Linked DNA regions of Mus musculus: region 2 is linked to region 1. Evidence: chromatin contacts called from public Hi-C data. All regions are on one chromosome and are shown on one strand. The core of a region is the stretch at or near the end of the contact, and the rest is flanking DNA. Distances in the headings are between cores, read along the strand shown.

What was found. A called contact is a pair of places that touch in the nucleus more often than the background predicts.
Region 2: a Hi-C map of cortical neurons shows a contact between it and region 1, with 3 times the contacts expected there. The contact joins two enhancer-like sites. A contact is called at or near these places in 1 of 15 datasets of contacts at CTCF or cohesin (large pre-B cells), 19 of 484 Hi-C or Micro-C datasets (the BV-2 cell line, the C10 cell line, DN3 thymocytes and 13 more), 3 of 115 datasets of contacts at active chromatin or transcription factors (embryonic fibroblasts, embryonic limb bud and large pre-B cells) and 1 of 9 other capture datasets (embryonic stem cells).

The regions. Positions count from the first base shown.
Region 1 is chr19:57,153,176-57,156,777 of GRCm38.p6, forward strand. Ablim1 (actin-binding LIM protein 1) reads right to left here. Exons shown (of 26, transcript NM_178688.4): 3 at 1,977-2,160. Among named protein-coding and RNA genes, the nearest start is that of Ablim1, 61 kb to the right of the region's middle. Within about 2 kb of position 1,941, at least 45 of the 459 cell types and tissues checked have an H3K27ac peak or open chromatin away from gene starts, as enhancers often do. A contact at or near this core is called in cortical neurons, where this site is marked.
Region 2 is chr19:57,471,810-57,475,411 of GRCm38.p6, forward strand. It overlaps Trub1 (TruB pseudouridine (psi) synthase family member 1), which reads left to right. Exons shown (of 8, transcript NM_028115.3): 4 at 890-971. Among named protein-coding and RNA genes, the nearest start is that of Trub1, 21 kb to the left of the region's middle. Within about 2 kb of position 1,647, at least 26 of the 459 cell types and tissues checked have an H3K27ac peak or open chromatin away from gene starts, as enhancers often do. A contact at or near this core is called in cortical neurons, where this site is marked.

The DNA of each region.
Region 1 (3,602 bases), core at 691-3,190:
GCACGGGGTAAACTTACATGCAGGCCAGTCATTCATACACATAAAATAAATGTGAAAGTCAGTAGCAGTCTCTGTGTCAGAAAGACAAGTTTCTTCCCTGCTCAGCCTTCATCAGCAACACCACACTGCACAAAAGCCCACCTTCTGTGGGTGTGCTGGGTTTCCAAAGCTTGCTTCCTGCATCAAGCCAGTTTACCAACAATCTTCATCAATGTGAATTTTCTAATGTGGGGACTGTCAGTTAGGAAATGTGGAACTCGACAGACAGACTTGGACAAGTCAGAAGTCATTGGTCTGGAGCAAGTCCAAGCTTCCTGACCTGTGTTTGTATGTTCACAGCCCTTAACCCTTCTCCCATGGCTGGTAACTAACCATGACAAGCACTCACCAGCACAGTTGGACTTAACCCCACCTGTATGGCTGGTACCATTTATCAAGTGTGCGGGGAGGGGGAGATTATAGTCTTACATCTTCGAAGTCCCCGGTTCAGTGGCTCCCTCTCTGAAGTGGCTTTGCCACTTTTCACTGGACAGATAAAGGGGCCACAGTCAGGGTCAGGCCTCACCCACCTGACTTAGACCTGTGTTAATAATTAAAACTACACTGTGGCACTGCAGGGGGCTTCTTGCTTCCTTACTATACCTGAACAAGCCCGTAGTCTGTTCTGTAAGGAGAATATCAGAGGGTTAAACTCAGTACAGCAAGAGTATGTCCTTTGGTCTCCACTCAGGGACGGGACCTGGATGAGGCAAGCAAGATCCTTGGGACAAGTTCAGGGGCTCATTGTCCAGGGCTGACCCAGCTCTTGGAGGGCACTGATAACAAGTGGGCCTTTATGTGCATCACCCCAGGAGTGTGGCTGACCCCCGTCTATTCAGTGCCTAGCTACAGACCCACACAGATCCTCTATGGTACAAGCCAGACTCTGTGTACCACAGGAATCAAAGGCCATCTTCCTTTTATAACATGTGGCTCCCAAAACACAACAGCACCCCCCCCTCCCGTGCCAGTTTCCTTCCCTCAGACTGATCATTTTCACTAAGCTGTCTTATACAGATGCCTAGCAATCAGGAGTTTCTCCTAAAACATCAGTGACTAGTGTCTCTAGGTTTTGTAGACCATTTGGGCTCTGTCATAATTCCGCAACCCTGCCACTGTACCTGACAGAAGTCCTAAACCCTATACAAACACAAAGCCAACAAAATGTTATTTAAAAGAAAGACCTAAAGCCAGGCATCATAGCACACACCTTCAACCCCAGCACGTGAGAGGCAGAGGCAGGAGGATCTCTGGGAGTTCAAGGCCAGCCTGGTTTACACAGTTCCAGGACAGCCCGAGCTATAGAGTGAGGCCCTACCTCAAACAAAACAAAGAAACAAACAAAAAAAGACCTAAAGACTAATGATTTGACCAGTGAGGCATTGCCAACCATCACCAACTACAGTAAAGATAGCATTTTATCTCTAGTAGGAGGGGTTGTGCTGTCTTGGTGAGGCTTGTCTTGAATGCCCGTGCTTAAGCACTTCTTCCACCTCTGCCTTCTGAATGCTGGGGCCATGGGCACACAGTTCAGTGCCCAGCTAGAAGAGGCTAGACTCTGTGTACATGTCCACACAATCACCTACATTTCCAAATGAGCTTTATCCTTCCAAGCAGCTGTCCGTCCCCTACTCTGCTGTCCATATTAAAACTTCCCTGAGGCTTGAGGCTGTCCCTTCAGGCTTAAGATACAGCCACTTAACAGGCTGCCACACTGCTTTACAGAGGATACAAACAAAGCTTTTCAACTCTACTGCACTTTAACCAAGAACGAACAGGCTAGAAGAGACCAAGAACCAGGAAGAGACATGTTGGGAAAGGGCTATTTTAAGACTCTGTACTGTTCAGGACCAGAGGAGGCTGTCAAAGCTCTGGATGCTGAAGCCAGCATTTGTCTATTGGAGGGAGCCAGAGGCTTGGGAAAAAGGGCCACTTACTTGCAGATTGTACAGGCGAAGCAGTTGGGGTGGTAGGTCTTGCCCAGGGCAGTTACCACCTCGCCCTCCACGAACTCCCCACAGCCGTGGCACCGTGTCCCATACATCCTCTGGTAGTCCAGGGTACACAGATAGTCCCCGTTCTTTATGAAGAAGCCCCCCTGGGCCAGGTCGCAGCCGCACACTGTAGAAAGACAAGTTTACAACTGGTCATCGCCTGCCAAATCTCTGGGCAGCATTTGCCTTCTGCCACATGCTGGTGGCTCCCTGTGCTCTCAACGGTTTGGGGACAGGGAGTGGACGAGCACAAAGAGCCATTTATTATTGGGCTCTGCTCTTTCTTCTGCCCCCCCCTCCCCATCCCCTGGGAGCCATGCAATATCTCATACAAATAAAATTCACTGGCTAGGTTTCAATGGTCTCAGTGGTATCTAAGATTCATCAACAATCACTCAGACTGTGATGGAAAGATATCCCCATCTGGGCTCTCTGGGATGCTGACTAAGGTGTCCCTGGCAATGCTGTTAGGAAAGGTGCCCACTGCTTACCCACACAGCTCCCCGATTTGGGCCAAGATCACTGAGTAATAGGTTCCTACTATAGCAACAGCGACAGCTGAAGTTTCCAGTGACCATTTTTTTACACATTGGAAATCTTTCCCCAAAGCAACAAAGCAGTTGGGGTTTGAGCTAGCTGTCTCTTCACAGGAAATAGGACACACTGACCGTGTGATGTAACATACAGGATGGGACATGAGAATGGGCAGGCCAGGGAGGGAAGGGAAGGAACAAGTCCAACACAGAATTGTCATCTGTGGTCTCGGGACATGCAAAAGAGGACGCTTTGTTGGGTCTGGATTTTGGCATCCCTTTTCCAAACCATACAGCTGTGGATGACAGGGGCTGTGTAGAAAACAGGGTTGCTAGGAGCCTGGGTCTACTCTGCATGCTCAGACAAACTCAAGCAGGTCACAACTTGTCTACAAATCAAGCTTGGAGCAGCCCCTGATGACGACTATCTCCTGCCAGATGCCAGGGAAGCAACAGCTAAAGCCGGGCCTCTCCAGCTTTAGCCTCTGTATTCCAAGGGTAGGTGACTCCTGCCCAGGGAAGGGCAGCCTCAGGCAAGGCATAGGATCTCTTCTGATCCTTCTCATAAACAGGTAGAGCAGACCCTCAGGTGGGGTGGGAGGAAAGTGAGTTCTGTCACGAAAGGCTCTCCTGGGGATTTGCTAGAACACCGGGTTAGTTATTCGGATTAGTTCCCATGACTCATTAATAGTCTAACATACAGGCTCTTAAAATGAGTATGGTCATATAACTGAAGGCGGGGTTACCAAAGGGAATTAGAAACGAAGCAGTGAAACTTTTCTGAACACGAGCTAAGCATAGTGGTGCATGTCTTTAATCCTAGCACACAGGAGGCAGAGAGCAGGTGGATCTCTGAGTTCGAGGCCAGCCTGGTCTGCAGAGTGAGTTCCAGGACAGCCAGGGCTGCACAGAGAAACGCTGTCTCGGAAATCTCCACCAACCCCCTCTCGTGCATGAACATGTAAGGACCGAAAATTAACTTAAAATCAAGTGCGGTGAATCTGAGGTGGCAGCCACCCATGGTGCAGTGAAGCCT
Region 2 (3,602 bases), core at 397-2,896, 320 kb after region 1:
TCCTGCAGGTGTGGCCGGTCCTCAGCCAGGGCGGCTTAGTTCCACGAGGGCTGACATCGTTTACCGAGCATGATCCATTCTAACGCCAGTTCCCTTCAGAGAGCTTTAGTATCAGTCCTCTTATTGAGAAAACACACTGCTGGGTGAGGGTGCTGCTGCTGGACCTGGTGGTCCAGCCTAGTGTTCCCCATAGGTTCCCAAAACTTTGCTCTTCTCTGTGTGAGCGATCGGGTCACTAAGAGAGCTTTAGTGTCCCATGGAGAAGTGGCAGCTCATGCTACTGGAAGTCACTTTAACTGCGTGCAACTAAAATGACTGATTCTTGGGAGGCTGTCTTGTGTGGTCTGTCATGCTATTCTTTCCACGTGGGCAATGTTCCCGCTCTCTTCAGAGTCTTGGTTCCAGGGCCTCTGTGGGTACCGCGTCCACGGCTCCTCACCCCCTGCTAAAACACGATGCGATTGTATACAGCTCAGGCCTTCCCCTCACAACGTTAACCATTCCTTATAGCACGTGGCATCCCTTGTAGACTTGTAGCACGTGGCACCTCCTACAAAGGAACTGCTGTGTAAGCAGTTTTCAGACGGGCTTATTTAGGGGATAACGACGAGTCTGTACATAATTAGCACAGCTCCTTTTTATTTTTAGAATATTTCAGATCTGTGGTTGATTGGATGTGCGTATGTGGAACTCATGATGCAGAGAACCGAGTGTCTCTGGGCTCCCAGATGCTTCCCACACAACAGAAACAAACAGCACAGTGGTCTCAGTGTCGTCCTCCTGCCTTCACTTTGTTTCAGTTGGCAGTGTTCATAAAGTTCTGTCCCTTAGGAGGGATGCCTGACAGTCTTGTGTCACTCAGGGCCACTTTTGTCATTTCCTTTCCTAGAGGTATATCACCATCGGAGAACTGGGGAAAGCCACGGACACCCTGGATTCTACTGGGAAGGTAACGGAAGAGAAGCCGTATGGTAAGGAGCCCTCCGACGCCACTCTCCTCTGCAGTTAAAGTCCCTGTGATCGCAAAATGCAGAACTTAAGGAGCATGCGTGCTGTCCATTGGTAATCCCCGCACGTGCGAGAGTGAGGCAGGAAGATTGCAAGTTCTAGCTCAGCCTGGCCACACATGAGACCCCGTGCAAGTTCTAGCTCAGCCTGGCCACACATGAGACCCCGTCCCCAAGAGAAAAGTCCTAGCAGAATTAAAACAAACCAGTGGCTCAATGCTGCCCAGGCTCAGTACATTCTCGAGCAGACTGGACACTGCTCATCACACTGCGCCGTGTTTGCTGTGAGCTTAACAAAGCGTTGTAAGTACTTTTCCCCACAGGAGTGTTTGTAATGTTCAGAAATTACTTGTATGTATAGCTGGGATCTAGGCTGTTTTTCCCCACGAGTGGGTAACAAGACACAGTTACCATCATGTTGGATTTGACCTGTGTCGAGCCTCTTATGTTTTTTAAGTGACTTCCCAGCTGGTTGAAGTAAATGTGCCCGAGTCATTTCCCTCAAAGTCGTCACGTGCCTGTGTCCTGGAGTGAAGTGATCCAACCGGGAGAACTAATTCTCTGAAGTGGAGGGAACTCCCCAGGGCCCACCTTGATTTGTCTGCTATTCTTTTCACTATTCTCAGAAAGGGTAGATAAACGAACCGGTCTCCTAGCAACTCACACAGCGCCTAAGCTATTTATAATGCCGCACTTGCTGTGTTGCCAGTGAGCTCACCTGCGTGGCTGTGTCACCAGTTGTGAACTACTCATTGGCATTCTGGTTTTCCCCCAGGTCTGACATCAACTCCTCTTGGCTCGGCTGCAGACAGTGTCGCGTCCGCTCCCCCGTGCTTATGTGTTGATTGCCCTTATGACATATTCCATATCGAGCCAGTAGCGAGGCCAGGCTTTTCTTGCCGGCACGGCTTCTCTTGCCCCGCTGACACCCCTGTGGCACTTGGTATCTCGATCGGTTAATCAAGCAATACAATGAAAATTAAAACCACTCATTTATTTCCATGCTCTAGATGTTGGATTATCCTTGACATTAGTATTGGAATTAGTAAATGCTAGCAGACCTAATCCAGCTGAAGTCCAGCTCTAACAGTGGGGTTTAAGAGGAAAGACACAGGCACATGACAAGAGGTAACACAGACTTTCTGAGTTTGCCGGTGGTGCTGCTGGTGACAGTCCGTGACACATAGATGTGTAAGCCTCCCGTGTCCTCATCCCCATTCGCCAAGAATACCAGGAAAGGGCGCTTCGGAGCTGTGGTGGAGGAGGGCAGCATGAGGAGGCAGGCGCAGCCGGAGGAAGAGTGAACCTGCCCTGTCCTCACCTGGGCTGTGAGCACTTCCTACTTCTTTATCTGCCGTCTCCAGAAGAGGGATGCTTTAGCTCCCTGTTGTACTAAAGGGTGACTGGGTGCCACACAGACATGTCATGGTCGTGAGGCTGGCACAGGCGTTGAGGCTGAACTGAGAATAATTGGAGTAGGGCACTCATGGTGGAGCCAGAGACGTCATCTGTAGTTAGCATCAAATCGAGCCTAGAAAGTGCTAGCAAGACTCCCTGATGATTGATGAGTTGTGGGGGCAGAAACAAGGTGATCAGCTGTGACCCAGGCGTGAGGTTCTAAACTGGCTAGGGAATGCAGCCATGCAGGGAAATACTTTCTTCCTAGCTGTAAGCATTTTGGAGTCATAGAAAAAAATCTGTATAGCATTTGTTAATTTGTACCCTCGCTTATGCTAAAGCAAGCTCAGGGTTAGAGGGAGACTAGGTAGGTGAAGTGTGCTGCTCAAGTGTGAACCCCTGAGTTCTAATCCCCAGGACCCACGTAGGTCTGCACTCATACTGGAATCTTGACATCCAGAGCTCCTATCGGGAGATGGAAGCAGAGACAGAGACAGCAGAACCTCCAGAAACCATGGGCCTGCTACTTTGGCATATGCAGCAGCAAGCGTGGTGACAGGCAAGGACTCGGGGTTGTCGTCTGACCTCCACATGTGTGCCCCTGCCACACGCACATGGGTGGGCACACACACAGGCACACGCATGCATTCTCAGACACACACTTACACATGGACATACATACTCTCTCTTTCTCACACACACACACACACATACTCACATACACCATACACACACAAACTCACGTGTACATGCATGCACACACACACACACACACACACACACACACACACACACACACTTTTTAAAAGTGAAAGAAAGCCCATTTGATGACTCCTAAGATGAAGGTTAGCTTTCCAGGGAGACACGTCCGTCACACCGTTTGCCTAGCAGTATTTGAGATTGGAGGATGACAGCTCCAGACGTTCTTAGCAGATTGGCAGGATTTTTCCATTTCCTTCAGTAATCATCAAATATTTGCTATCTGAAGCCACAGTGGTGAAGCCACCAAGGACAAGAAAAGGGGGTTTAAAGGCTCGCTTCTGCCTTAAGGGGGAATTGCTTCCAGTCCTCTGAGGCAAGTGTTTCATATGCCTTTATAGTACTATCTTAAAATAAAATCAGAAGCTTGGACCTGCCTGCAAACATGTATATCTAAAATCAACATAGTGCAGCTCGTAGACTATAAAGAAGGAACAG